Linked DNA regions of Mus musculus: region 1 is linked to region 2. Evidence: chromatin contacts called from public ChIA-PET data. All regions are on one chromosome and are shown on one strand. The core of a region is the stretch at or near the end of the contact, and the rest is flanking DNA. Distances in the headings are between cores, read along the strand shown. Region 1 holds the start of Smad5 (SMAD family member 5). Region 2 has its middle 13 kb from the start of Gm31657.

Region 1 (5,821 bases), core at 191-2,690, 550 kb after region 2:
TAGGGTTATAGGTACGTCTGGGAGTTGTAAATCCATGCCAGGCTCCAGAAGCCATGCCTTCCAAGGGCCGGTAACAGCAAAGACTTAACAGCCAGGAATCAGTAAGCCAGGCAGTGTTGGCGCATACAGAGTCCTCCTGCGCAGAGTTTATGATGTAGTAAAGAAGTTTAAGATGGAGACCTGAGATTGCACACTGATGGCCTGTAGGCTATATTGGGACCATGGGCTTGTTTTGTTTGGCTTGTACCAGGGTGAGTCTTCTCAATGTCTAAAAAAGAGAAGGGGAGGGCAGGTCAGGGAGCCCAGGAAAGAGACAAAGAGGCAGCTGATCAGATAAATGTGTGATTTCCTTTTAGTATAGAAAAAGATGCATTTCCAACTTTCTTCGAAAAGCCAGAAGATCTGCCAATAATGGGCGGACACTGCCACATTTCTTCCTGCGGATGGTTGGCTGCAGTCACAGCTGCTGCCTTCCCTTGGTGCTCTCTCTCTAGTTCCCCAGCTCTGGCCGGATTCTCACCTATCACCCTTTGACATGGCTGCTTCCATAAACGCCTCCTCACGGCATTTATTTAATCTCTTCCAAATAGAAACAAGCCGTTGGAGTCTGGAGAAACATGGAAACCGCCGCATTTGTGTGTCAAGTGAGGTGACCCTGGTTCAGGCGGAGGAGGTGGTAATAAAAGTGAGGAGAAACTGTCAGAATTAGGGATCTACAGAATTGATATTGGAGGATGGGATTGACTGGGAAAGGTTAAAAATAGTTCCAATTTACTCAAAAAGAAAACCGGTGTGTGTGTGTGGGGGGGGGGGGGATCAGTTTTAAAGACCTTTAAAAATAAACACGAAACTATTTTAAAAAGCTTTCCCTTGCTGTCCAAGCTGACCGTTTGGAGGGGAAGAGAAGCCAGACAGCCGGATTAGTACAGAGCTACCCTGTAAGACAGCTCGAGCACCTCTAAGCCTCCACTTGCTGAAGCCTGAGAGCTCAAGGCGCTCCCGGCTTCCAGATGTGGGGCGGTGTCCCGTGAACAGCTGGGACTGTGTCCTGAGAAATGGCCACTCGTCCTCAGCTCCGGGTTCAGCACTATCTCCACCTGCAGAGGATTTTCCCCCTTTGGGAGCAATATTAAGGCTACATCTAGTAAGCTGTGTGGTATCTGATGCTCAGCCAGAGGTCTCTGTCTCTTAGGGTTTCTATTACAAATCAATGAAAACGGCGAAGTTGTAGCTGAAGATACTTTTTAACGCTTTAGATTGGCTAGAAAGGTCTCCAGCTCTCCAGAGCGAGGACGACCGTTTCGCTATAAGGCGGGTGAGCTTGGCTAACCCAAGTGCCACTTCCAGGCTCGCTGCGGACAGCAGAAGCCAGGCCTCGGCCACTCCCGACGCGCATGCGCCGGCCGCCGCGGCCCTCCGCCGCCGCCCCCCCTCCCCCTCATCATCCGGGTCCCCGGCGAGCGGGCGCCGAGCGCTTGTCCCGGGGCCGAGCTGCTAATAAAGTTGCGGCGCGTGCACAGCGCGGCGACGGCGTGAGGAGAGCGCGCCTGGGCGGCGGGGAGGTGAGTGAGGGGCCCCAGGGCGGGCGCTCGGGGCCCGGCGGAGGGACAAGCGCCGGCGGCAGCGGCCCGCGTGAGGCTGGAGGCCTAGAGGCTCCCCACGCGGGACCTGACGGCACGGGACGGGGCTCCGCGCAGCGCGGGAGGCCCCGGTGCTAAGGAGGCCCCGCGCGGCCGACGAGGCCGGCGCGGACGAGGCCGCTGCCACCTCGGCGCGCCACCGACGCCCGGGCCCGCGCGCGGAGCCGCGCAGGCGGCCTAGGCCGAGCGCGCGCCCCGCCGCTTTGTGTCTGGGAGATAAGGATCCGCGCTTATCGGTGGGAATTACACTCCGGCCAGCCGGCTGGCGGCGACCCGCCCCTGCGCCCGCCCGCCCGCCCGCCCGCCCGCTCGCCCGCCCGTCACTCTCCGGACGTCGCAGAGGCTCCCTCGCTGCGCTAAACTTTGTGTGAGGAAGCGAAGCAGCTTTTGTCTCTGCCCCGGTCCCGGTGGTTCCCTTGGGCATGCGTGCCCAAGTTCAGACTCCATCCCCTCCCCCTGCCCTTTCTCCTCTGCGCTTCTGGCTGCGCCGAGCCGGGAACCCTAAGCTCTGGGAACTTCCCCGGTGGCGGCCGTCTTAGGGTCAGAGCATGCTCAGTGGCCCGGACTTTTCGGTTGCAGAAGGAGCTGGCGGGGATGGTCGAGGTATTTGGAGGTGTGCCAGCGATCCGAAGCGTGTCTCTGTGTGTGTGTGTGTGTGTGTGTGTGTGTGTGTCCGGTTTGTGATGGCCCCGGCGAAAGGAGTCCCGGCCAACCTGGAAGGCAGGAACGGCCGAACACTGTAGGCTAGATCTTTATCTTGATCGTAAAAGACAGTGTTTCCTGAGCAGCTGGAGGGGGGTGGGGGGTGGGTATTTCTGGCTGCTGCTGCGTTTAGATGGGTGTGGTGCTAAGTATATCTTGTTTATCTTTCTGTGGAAAAAGTTTTGAAGTCTGGTGGAGTTGATCACATCATGCCTGTTGCCTAGCACTATCAAGTGTATGCCTACCTAGCAACGGACACTGGGCGATCAATGGAATTTGTTGGTTGCTTTGACAGAGGCTAAGCGAAAGGGTACATGTGATTTCTTTTCTTTCTGACAGGGTTTTGCTAGGCAGACCTTGAACTCTGGCCAATCCTCCTGCCTCAGCTTCCAAGTGCTGGGATTACAGGGGTGAGCCATCACCAACTCTGGCTGTGTGTTTCTTTTTTAAACAAAGAGTGCTTGGATTTTCTTAGTGTATGGGAGTTACCGTTAAAGTTGAAAACCCAGTAGGTTTAGAAACGCTTAGAGTAGTAGTTGAGGGTTTCTGCTAGATGCCAGCCCATAATGCCTGTTGTATGGAAACAGTTCCTCCATGGAGCAGGACGGTTTCACACTCAACTGCTCTATCAGAGCTTATGATCCAGATGAGGTTAGTAGCAGTAGTAACAAATCACATTATTCCTTTTACCCTTTTTGGTAACATTTTCCCCCTCTAAAATGAACCCCAGAAATTATAAAATTCCAAAACAACTTAGAAGAATTGGTCTATCAAAATCTAACCTATATAAGGTTTGTACATATTAAGCTTAGAGGAAAAATAGTTTTGTAGCCATGCATGGTGGCCCACACCTCTAATACCAGGCAGGTAGACAGGTGTGAGGTCCAGGCCATCTGGGGGACTGCATAGTGAGGCGAGTATGATTGCTAGGTGGTGACCTCCTTGGCACTCTCCTTCTTTAGTGTTTCCCCACTCAGTCCTTTAGATAACTGTTGTTACCACTTCAACTTCTGCAGTGTCTTTGTCACAAATGCCGTTCATCATTTTGTCACTTCCTGTAGGTGAATCTTTTCAACTGACTTTTCCTTCCTTCCTTCCTTCCTTCCTTCCTTCCTTCCTTCCTTCCTTCCTTCCTTCCTTCCCAGACAGGTGTTCTGGTGACCCAGACTGGGCCCAGACTTGCTATGTAGTCCAGAATGCCCTTGAACTCGTACCTCTGCCTCCAGATGCTAAGATTACAAGCCTGTGCCATCACATCTGGTTATTTATTTTGGTTGGGTTGCTCTATCAGCTTCTGGAACCTGTGCACCCTACTGTACCAAACACTCAGATTGAGTTTTCCTTGTGTCCATATAGGATATGGCATAGTTAAAAGAAGGAAGAGAGCAATGAGCCTGGGGAAAGTAAAATGTGTGGTGTGTTCTGGGCCGTCTGGCTGGGGCTGCTTAGCTGGTTCTTTGTGGTGGGGGCGCCATAGCATTGGGTAGATGATGTGTGTGTTGCCTTTCTTCGCCCTCTGGCAAAGGTAGCCATTGATTGCAGTGAGAAACAGTGGCAGTCTGTGGCTAATGAGGTTTGAATCAGATTGTTGTGTGCTGCTAGTTATGTAACATGGTGAGAGTATCATTAAAAGTTGCAGGCTGTAGCAAGGTAGAGAGTGAATTCTGCTGACCCTCCTCCTTGGGCTTTAATTTCTGGGTGAACCCGAGGCACTTTAGGCTACAGCTGTAATTATACCTGGGCAGCCTGTTTCCTGTTTGCAGGATGGACTCAAACATCATGATTTCATGGGATGATATCCTGCCCTCTGTGTTAAAGGCAGCATGTTTCCCCTACTGAAAACAGATTGTAGCTCAGTTGAACAAATTTCTTTTCAATGTTTTGAAGATTAGGCAGTAAAATGACAGTGCTTTACTTCTTAGTAACATGTATTGAAATTTAATGTAAACTTCTTTTCCACATGCAGATTCTTCGATGGTAGGCCTTAGTTTACCAGTGCGGTGTGGATCACAACAGTTCTTGATAACTCTCAGGTGTTTGTTATTACCCGGTGTGCATGTTGGCTGGGCAGTGAGAGTCACAACAGCACTGACCTCCAGCCTTCGCCCCTCTGCTGATCTGTCTCTGCAGTACATTTATTTCTGTTCTGCATGGCTTTCTTCAGGTGTTGAAGGCACTGTAGATCCCATGGTTTCCCAGCATGCTTCCAAGACGTCAGGTACTGGATACGTTCTCCCTTCTGTGATGGACAGTCATACCCTGAGGAATGATTCTCATCTTCACTAGGTGACTGACTTTCTGGAGAAAAGCTTGGGAAACTTGGCTTTAAGGAAGCTGCAGTGCACAGATTCCAGTTTCTCTCACCGAAAAGATGATGAAGGGTTTGATCTTCAAGGCCCTGGAAGTTGACCTGTGCCTTTTTACAGCTTGTTTTTCCACTTCTGAGCTTAGTGCAGAGCATTAGCAACTGGAAGTTTCAGGGCAGGGGTCATCCACTTATTGCCACTATCATACATCTTTTACCTCCAGCCAAAACCTGAATGTGATGTGTATGTACTGAGTGGAACATTTAGAAGAAAAATTGTTAACAACTAGATTGTTAGGACTCTCTAATTCCCCAATCTTTTTTTTTTTTTTTTTTTTTTAGACAGGGTCTTGCTATATAGCTCTGGATGTCCAGGAACTCACTATGTAGACCAGGCTAGCTTCAAACTCACAGAGGTCCACCTGCTTCTGCCTCTGCCTCATAGTGCTGGGAGTAACAGCGTGGGCCACTGTCTAATTTCCAAATCTCATAGGTAACATATTTTAAGTCTTTATTGGATGATGTAATTACAGAACGTTAAGGGCTTTCGAAATCAATCAGCTAGTTCTGGGTTCTGTGTGTAGCTATGGTAGATGTGTGAATGTGCCCACACATGTACACAAACACTTTTTCTAGCCAGGTTGGAGGTTTTGGTTCAATGCTAACAGAGGCATTTCCAGTAGTTACTTTCTCCGCCTTTATGTACCGTGTCTTAATTTTGTTGAGATTAATTTTGGGGGGGCAGGCGAATTCCTTATTAGGACAGTTCTCTGATGTGATCCTATAATTTTATTTCACTATTTATTAATATTAATGTGCATTTTTGTAAATAAATTTTGTTCTTGAATCCTTTGTGGCCACTGTCTTTGACTGAATTGTAACTGTAATTTCTAGTTTGGTATTCCATGGACATTTGGAAGTATATAGATCTTTTGTGAGAATTTTAACTGGAACATTACCTTCTGATTGCCTTATGCTGTTGTGTTACACTGAAAGTGAGGAAAGCAGTAGCGGCCACAACACCAAGGCCTTCTCAGAATGGGCGCTCAGGGGACGCTCACACTTGGCAAGTGTAACTTTGTTCTCAGAACATAAGTGCTTCCACAGAGGACTTTGTTCTTTCCAAAGTCCTGGAGTCTGCCTTTTTTCCTAGATGGCGGGCTCATAACTTGAA
Region 2 (6,620 bases), core at 1,657-4,156:
ACATATTTGACGTTTGGCACATCAGAATTTTGGTGCTTTTTTCTGGCTTACTTCTAACACACACTAATAACAGGTGATCATAAGCACAGAAAACTGTTGAAGTTCTTTTGGGCTCAGCATATGGCTCTCCTCTGTTAAAATGTTCATATCCACTTGGCAATAATTTGAATTTTATTATCACTAGGGACATGTTTTATATATCAATTAAGCCAGGTCTATTCGTTATAGTTTTCAGATTTTCAATGTCCTGGCTGATTTCTTGTCAGGTCTGGAGTGAGATGTGTGGAAGTCTTGTATTCCAAGTCTTGATTGGTCCATCTGTCTTAATTCTGTCTGTTGTGACTGCATCTTTTGATGCATTAGATACATTTATGTATGTGTCTGCATGTGCTTACATACACATATAACATGATTTGCATATGAACACATTAAACCTATATTGTGAGCTATGGACAGGCTAGGACTGTGAATTTATTAGGAAATGAATTGTTCTACACCATTACGAAATGGTCACTTTTCTTCTTTAAAATGTATCTTAAAATCTATTTATCTAATATTAGAATTTTTACATCTCCTTTGTTTAGACTTTTAGATTGCATCTCCCCCATCCCCACCCCTAATTTTCTATGCTCCTAAAAAGATTCTGGGACAACATGGAAAGTCAAGAGTTAACTCTGTAGAGTCAACGTTCTCCAAAGGGAATTACTGGTAATTATCCCCAGCCTCCAGGCCTGAAAAAGACTGTTCAGTCTCAGCCCCTCTCTCATGTATGCTCCCACTTCTCTTCCTTGTCTCTTTTCTCCTTGTAGCTTCCTTGAGGTCATATCTCCTGATTCAGGTCTGCTTGTAAGTGTCTGTCTTGGTCTATCTTTAGGAAACCTGACCTAAAATCCTCTCTTTCTGGAGCTGTGGATATGAGACCCCAATTGAAAACCCAAGCTGCGTATTGAATACTCTTTTGGCTGGGGTGCTCATCAAAAGTTCTGCTAAGCCGCTGGGCTATACACTGAACTCGGGAGTTCCCATCTCTCTTTCATCTTGCTCTACAAATCTTCAGTTGCTCTTTGGTGCTGTTAAACAGGCTGAGCTTTTTGTAGGTATTTTTAGCAAGGGCTCGTTATGGGGGTGAGGGGAAGCAAGCTCCCATTCCAGGAAGCAGAACTCGCAGCCTTCGGTTTTACTAGGAAACCACAGAGTGATGTGGAAGAAACTGTTTTCTTGCAGGTCCGTGGCTCTGCACGACATGTGTGCTCTCTTCCCCCACCCTGACCCCGTGTTTTCATTTTCCAACAGCTACGTGTTTAGAAGTTTTGGTAGCAGGTAGCATAGTTATTACATAACCCCTGCAGCTAAATCTTCCAGCTACTGAGTTTTTATACGTGCAGAAAAACATACAGGTAGGGTAGCCCTTGGAACAACGATGGTGCGCGCGCGCGTGCGTGTGTGTGTGTGTGTGGGGGGGGGGTGTGGGGGTGTGTGTGTGTGTGTGTGTGTAAGTGGGAGCCAGGTGTCAAAGAAGCCTTCTTAGCTGTCCCCTCCCCATTTATCCAAGAACTCTCTGGCCACCGCACTGGAATACCTGCCAGAGGGGTCCCACCCTTTCTGCAGTTACTGTCTACTTCAGTTACGTGGTATCGCCCCCTGGTGGTTAAGAACGGTCAAGCCCTTTATTAAGCGGCTCCAGAATGCCGCTGGTCTAAGTGAGCTCTCTGTCTGCAATGGGAAGACAGAATTTTTAAGAGATGCAAAGACATAAGACAGGATATTCAGCTCTTAATATAACAATGAATTTCTCCCTCTGGATTCACAGCTTTGGTCACCTGAGAGCTAGACAGTGACCAGTTCTTTTGTGAATTCTTTGTTTTTGGTTTTTGTTTTGTTTTGTTTTGGTTTTTGGTTGGTTGGTTTTTGTTTTGCTTTAAAAGTCTGGGGCAGAGAGATGACTCAGTGGTTAAGAGCACTTGCTGCCTTTGAAGGAGACCTGAGTTTGGTTCCCATTGCCCACCTGACAGCTCACCACCTTCTAAAACCCCAGTTCCAGGGTATATAAAGCTGTCCTCTGGCCTTGGGGGACACCAGGCACACATATGGTGCATATGCATGAAAGACCTTCATACACATAAGAAATAAAGATAAATCTTTTTTTTAAGTCAATAGGTTGCAGGTTGAGAGGTCACTATGTTTTCTGGGAGACTTAAAATTTTGTGGGGTCTGTCTCTAAATAGACAGTGCAAGTGGGTTAGCGCATAGGATGTGTGTGCCTCATAGTGGAAGAGCTTATGTGTGATGGGGTAGGCTTTGTTGCTGTGCACCTCACACCTTACTCCTTGCTGGTCCATTTGTCTCTTTGTTTCTGGTCAGGTAACACCCCCAAATGGCTCTCCTCCAGATGGTTGCTTTGAGCCCAGGTTCTTTTCAGTCTATGGCTTTGTGCTTCTCTAGCACATAAAAGAGCTTTCCCAGGATGTTAGAGAAGGTAACTGGGGCTGTGCAAGACAGTGGTATGAGCCAGACTTGGAATTCACACTCACCACTGGTGACCTCTTTGAGCATTCTATTGGCGAGGATTCACTGTATGGCTGCACCTGCCCACAAGGGAGGCTGGGAAATGTAGTTTAACTGATCTCTCTGGAAGAAGAGATAAACTATATAGCCAGATCTCTCTCTTAGATCTCTCCCCCCCCCACTTCCAGGGAGGGACAGAGGGAGCTGGAGGGAGAGGGGGGAGGGAGGGAGAGGGGGGAGGGAGGGAGGGAGGGAGGGAGGGAGAGAGAGAGAGAGAGAGAGAGAGAGAGAGAGAGAGAGAGAGAAAGGCAATGAATGTAAGTTTCTGCCAAGGCCTCTCACCGTGTTTACTTAGGCCGAGTTGGTAGCTGTACTGGGCGTGACTGGTTTTCAGCTTCTTCATCGAAAAGGAAGAGGGTTTTCAAACACAACTGTGGTTAATTTCCTGGTCCTAGCAGACAACATGGCTTCTAAGTAAACTTAAATTAAAACCTGAGATAATATAAAAATGTAGAAATGTCGAGCCTGCGCTCTGAGAACTTTCACAGTGTCAGTCTGGTCAACACTGCTTAGCTCAAGAAATAGAGCATTATTCAGGTTCACAAGCTGCCACGGGTGCTGTGGAGGAGTTCTGGTGGTGGTGGTGTTTGTTGTTGTGGTAGTGGTGGTATATGTGTTTGTGTGTGTGACAGCCACAGAACTGTTGATCATTTGTGCTGTGGGTCTCTCTCTCTCTCTCTCTCTCAAATTTTTATCATGTTTTCCCCACCCGGACTCCTCCCAGACCCTTTCCACCTCCCTATACCCTCGGCTTTATGATTTCCCCTTTCAAAAAAACCAAACAAACATAACCAAAACAAACAGAAACAAAAAGACAAAAAGAAACAGACAGCACACATAACACACACACACACACACACACACACACACACACACACACACGAGTCCTGGAGTTCATTTTTTTGTGTTGGCTAACTATGGGTGGGCAGAGGGCCTACCCTGAAGTGTGGCTGACAGACTGAGACTCCATTGGGGGCCAAACCAAAACCAAACCAACCAACCAACCAACCAACCAAAACCCCAGATTTTTCCTTTGCCAACGGGTATCGGTTGTAGAAAGCTTCCTGGTAAGGGTTGGGGCTCCTTGTTCCTTCCCCGCTCTCCATGCTGGAACCCTGTTTGGCTTGAGTGTGTTCAGGTCTTGTGTGCTGCCATGGTCCCCGTGGGTTTATATGTGCATCAGTCCTGCTGCATCTGAAAGACACTGTTTCTCTGGAGTCACCTATCCCCTCTGGCTTTTACAATCTTTCTGTCCCCTCTGCTGCAGAGATCCATGAGCCCTGAGGAAGGCTTTGAGGAAGACATCCCACTTCGGTCTGAGCATTCCAAAGTCCCTTATGCTCAGCACATCGTCCAGCTGTGGTCTGTGTTAATCCCTATCCACTGCAAGAAGAAACCTGTCTGCTGAGGGCAGGGTGAGCATTGTACTCAAAGCTGAAGAGGATGGCGAGTGAGGCCAGGGTTTCTCTGTATAGCCCTGGCTGTCCCGGAACTCACTCTGTAGACCAGGCTGGCCTCGAACTCAGAAATTCGCCTGCCTCTGCCTCCCAAGTGCTGGGATTAAAGGCATGCGCCACCACTGCCCGGCAGTAAATTCCTCTTAATGACCTTTCTTGTGTGATTTTTGGAAGGCAGGCCGGATACAGTAAGTCTTTCTTCTAGAGAGTTTGGCTTCAATGAAGCCAAACCAAGATGGCTACCAGCTTCAAGAGTGACAGAGCTGATTGTGGCTGTAGTCCTGGTGCCAGCTATAGCAGCTGCTTGCTGTCCTCAGTTGAGATCTATAACTCACATGTTCTTGAATATAAGGATTGTGACATCATAACATTCTGCATATTCTTCTCCAGTCCTTACCACAACTTACTAGTCTTTGATTTCCCTATAGGAAAATCTTTTGTAGGACATACTCAAATGGCTTCTGGGTTTTTGTATTTGATACAAATGACAAGGGATGATAATACTACTAGTATTTGGGGAGCACAAAGATTTGTCAAGCTACAGAATAAAAATACCCTTTGCAGAAAAGCACTCAGTCAGTAACTGTCACTAACAGTTACAATAAGGCTATTTGTGTGCCTTGCTACCCACTCGTGTTAACAGGACTTTCCCCCACGTTCATTTGTTTCTGCAGGCAGTTAGGAGGTATCTACCACGAGAAGAAAATTAGCCCTTGGCTAGCGCTGTTTTCTCCTTATGCTCTTGCCAACAGTTCATGTTGCTTTAAGAGATTAGGCTTTTTTATGGCTTGCTCATTGCCCTGCTGTCTGCAGGGAAGTTATGTCCTGCCTGGCTTGGCATGTCCTGCTTGACGGAGACCAGGCCTGCTGTAGGGCTGAAAGCAAGAGGGTTATTTGATCTCTCCACCATGGCTCTTACAGGTCCCATGGAGAAGGTTCTTACCCACAGAGCTCTGCTGGACTACTTGCCCCAATGTAGCCAAAGATCAGCAATTAGGCCAGAGCCAGGAGGGTTTCTCTGGCTGCATTTGGCAGTTGGCAGAGGGCAGCCTCTGTGAGAACTCCAGGATCAGGTCTCGATGCCTCTACATCTTTCTCAGATGAGCAACTGCGCAGCGACTTCTTGGCCAGGCTGATTAAAGTTCCTGAGGGATATCCCCATGCTTCCAGGCATTTTGCATTATAAGAGAAGTCTTCTGTCTTGGGGTCTATCAAGATAGGCTCAAAATCAGGTCCTTGGGTCACTGAGTCCTGGCCTGTAAACACTTGTGTTTGGAAAGCAGAGAAACTCTCTTTCTATACTAGCTCATGGGTTATTTTGTTAAACTGCTGCTTGGCGCGTTCCCACTGTCTTCTCACCACACCTCTCTCCCCACAAGAAGGCAATGCTACAGAGCCAACTCATAAACTCTTAGATCCTGGAGAGGCTTGGGCTCATTCCTTTCCACAGAGAACAATGAGCGCATTGCAGGCTGAAGGCTGCAGGCTGCTGAGGCTCCATCACCAGGCGCTGCCAGCTCATGTAAGATGGAGGCTTGCCTGTGCAGACGGCCAAGTGTCATGTGCTCCCACTGAGCTCAGCACTGCAAACGAGTGTTTTGTTTTATCAGAGATCAGAAAACTCATTATTTGAAGAGTATCGAAAACCATCCCCTCCCTTAAACTGAAATTCGATCCTTTTTGACTCTGCAGAAATCAACCCAAAAGGGATCAAAGACCCAAAGATCTGAAACTGGCTTTTTGAGAAGAAAGGAAATACTTCAAAACACTGGCATGGGCAAGGAGTCTCTGGAGAGAACCCAGAGCAGAGGAAACAAGAGCTGGCATTGGCAAATGGGAGCCCATCAAACCCCTGCGAAGCAAACAGTGAACGGAGTAGTGAGATAGAATGGGGAGGAGGTATTTGCCAGACATTGACACCCAAAGTACATAAAGACAACAGACATCCATATACATACAGAATTCTTTTTTTCTTTATGAGACAGGGTCCCACTGTGTAATCTTGGCTGTCCTAGAACTCACTATCAGCCTGGCCTTGAACTCACAGAGATCCACCTGCCTCTGCCTCCAGTTCTGGGATTAAAGGTGTACACCACCCACCATGCCTCGATCCAAGAACTCAATCTTAACTGTGAAACGACAAATAATTCAACTTGAAAACAGATCCTTCTCTAAAGAAGCAACACAAATAGTTGCTGAACCTATGTATGTTAGAAGAAAAATCACGAGCCACCAAGAAAAACACAAATCAAAGCAACGGTGAGCTATCAGCTTGCTGCAGTTAAAATGGCTATTACTTTATTATCTGTTTAAAAAAGAGAAATTCTGGAGTGAATGTAGAAGGAAGGGAACGCATGCATCCTCTTGGTGACAACGTCAATTTGTGCCTTCACTGTGGAGAACAAGGATGGAGGTCTCTACGTCACCCTGGCATACCAGCATGGGCCAAAGGGAATGGGATCCACATCCAGGCATGCACAGGTATACAGAGAGCCAGGGTTCACACTCAGCTTAGGTGGCCAGCAGCTGCTGAATGGAGAGAGTGTGAAAGTTGCCCCCAAACAGATGGCGTGTCATCAACCAGACAGAGGAATGGAA

What was found. ChIA-PET counts read pairs in DNA pulled down with a chosen protein or histone mark.
Region 1: a contact with region 2 is called in an RNA polymerase II ChIA-PET map of memory CD8 T cells, with 29 read pairs. The contact joins the promoter of Smad5 here to the enhancer-like site in region 2. A contact is called at or near these places in 1 of 39 promoter capture datasets (pre-B cells), 1 of 484 Hi-C or Micro-C datasets (the G1E-ER4 cell line) and 2 of 115 datasets of contacts at active chromatin or transcription factors (embryonic limb bud and memory CD8 T cells).

What each region holds. Positions count from the first base shown.
Region 1 is chr13:56,701,570-56,707,390 of GRCm38.p6, forward strand. Smad5 (SMAD family member 5) reads left to right here and starts at 1,441. Exons shown (of 7, transcript NM_008541.3): 1 at 1,441-1,562.
Region 2 is chr13:56,150,400-56,157,019 of GRCm38.p6, forward strand. No RefSeq gene overlaps it. Among named protein-coding and RNA genes, the nearest start is that of Gm31657, 13 kb to the right of the region's middle. Within about 2 kb of position 2,907, at least 58 of the 459 cell types and tissues checked have an H3K27ac peak or open chromatin away from gene starts, as enhancers often do. A contact at or near this core is called in memory CD8 T cells and pre-B cells, where this site is marked.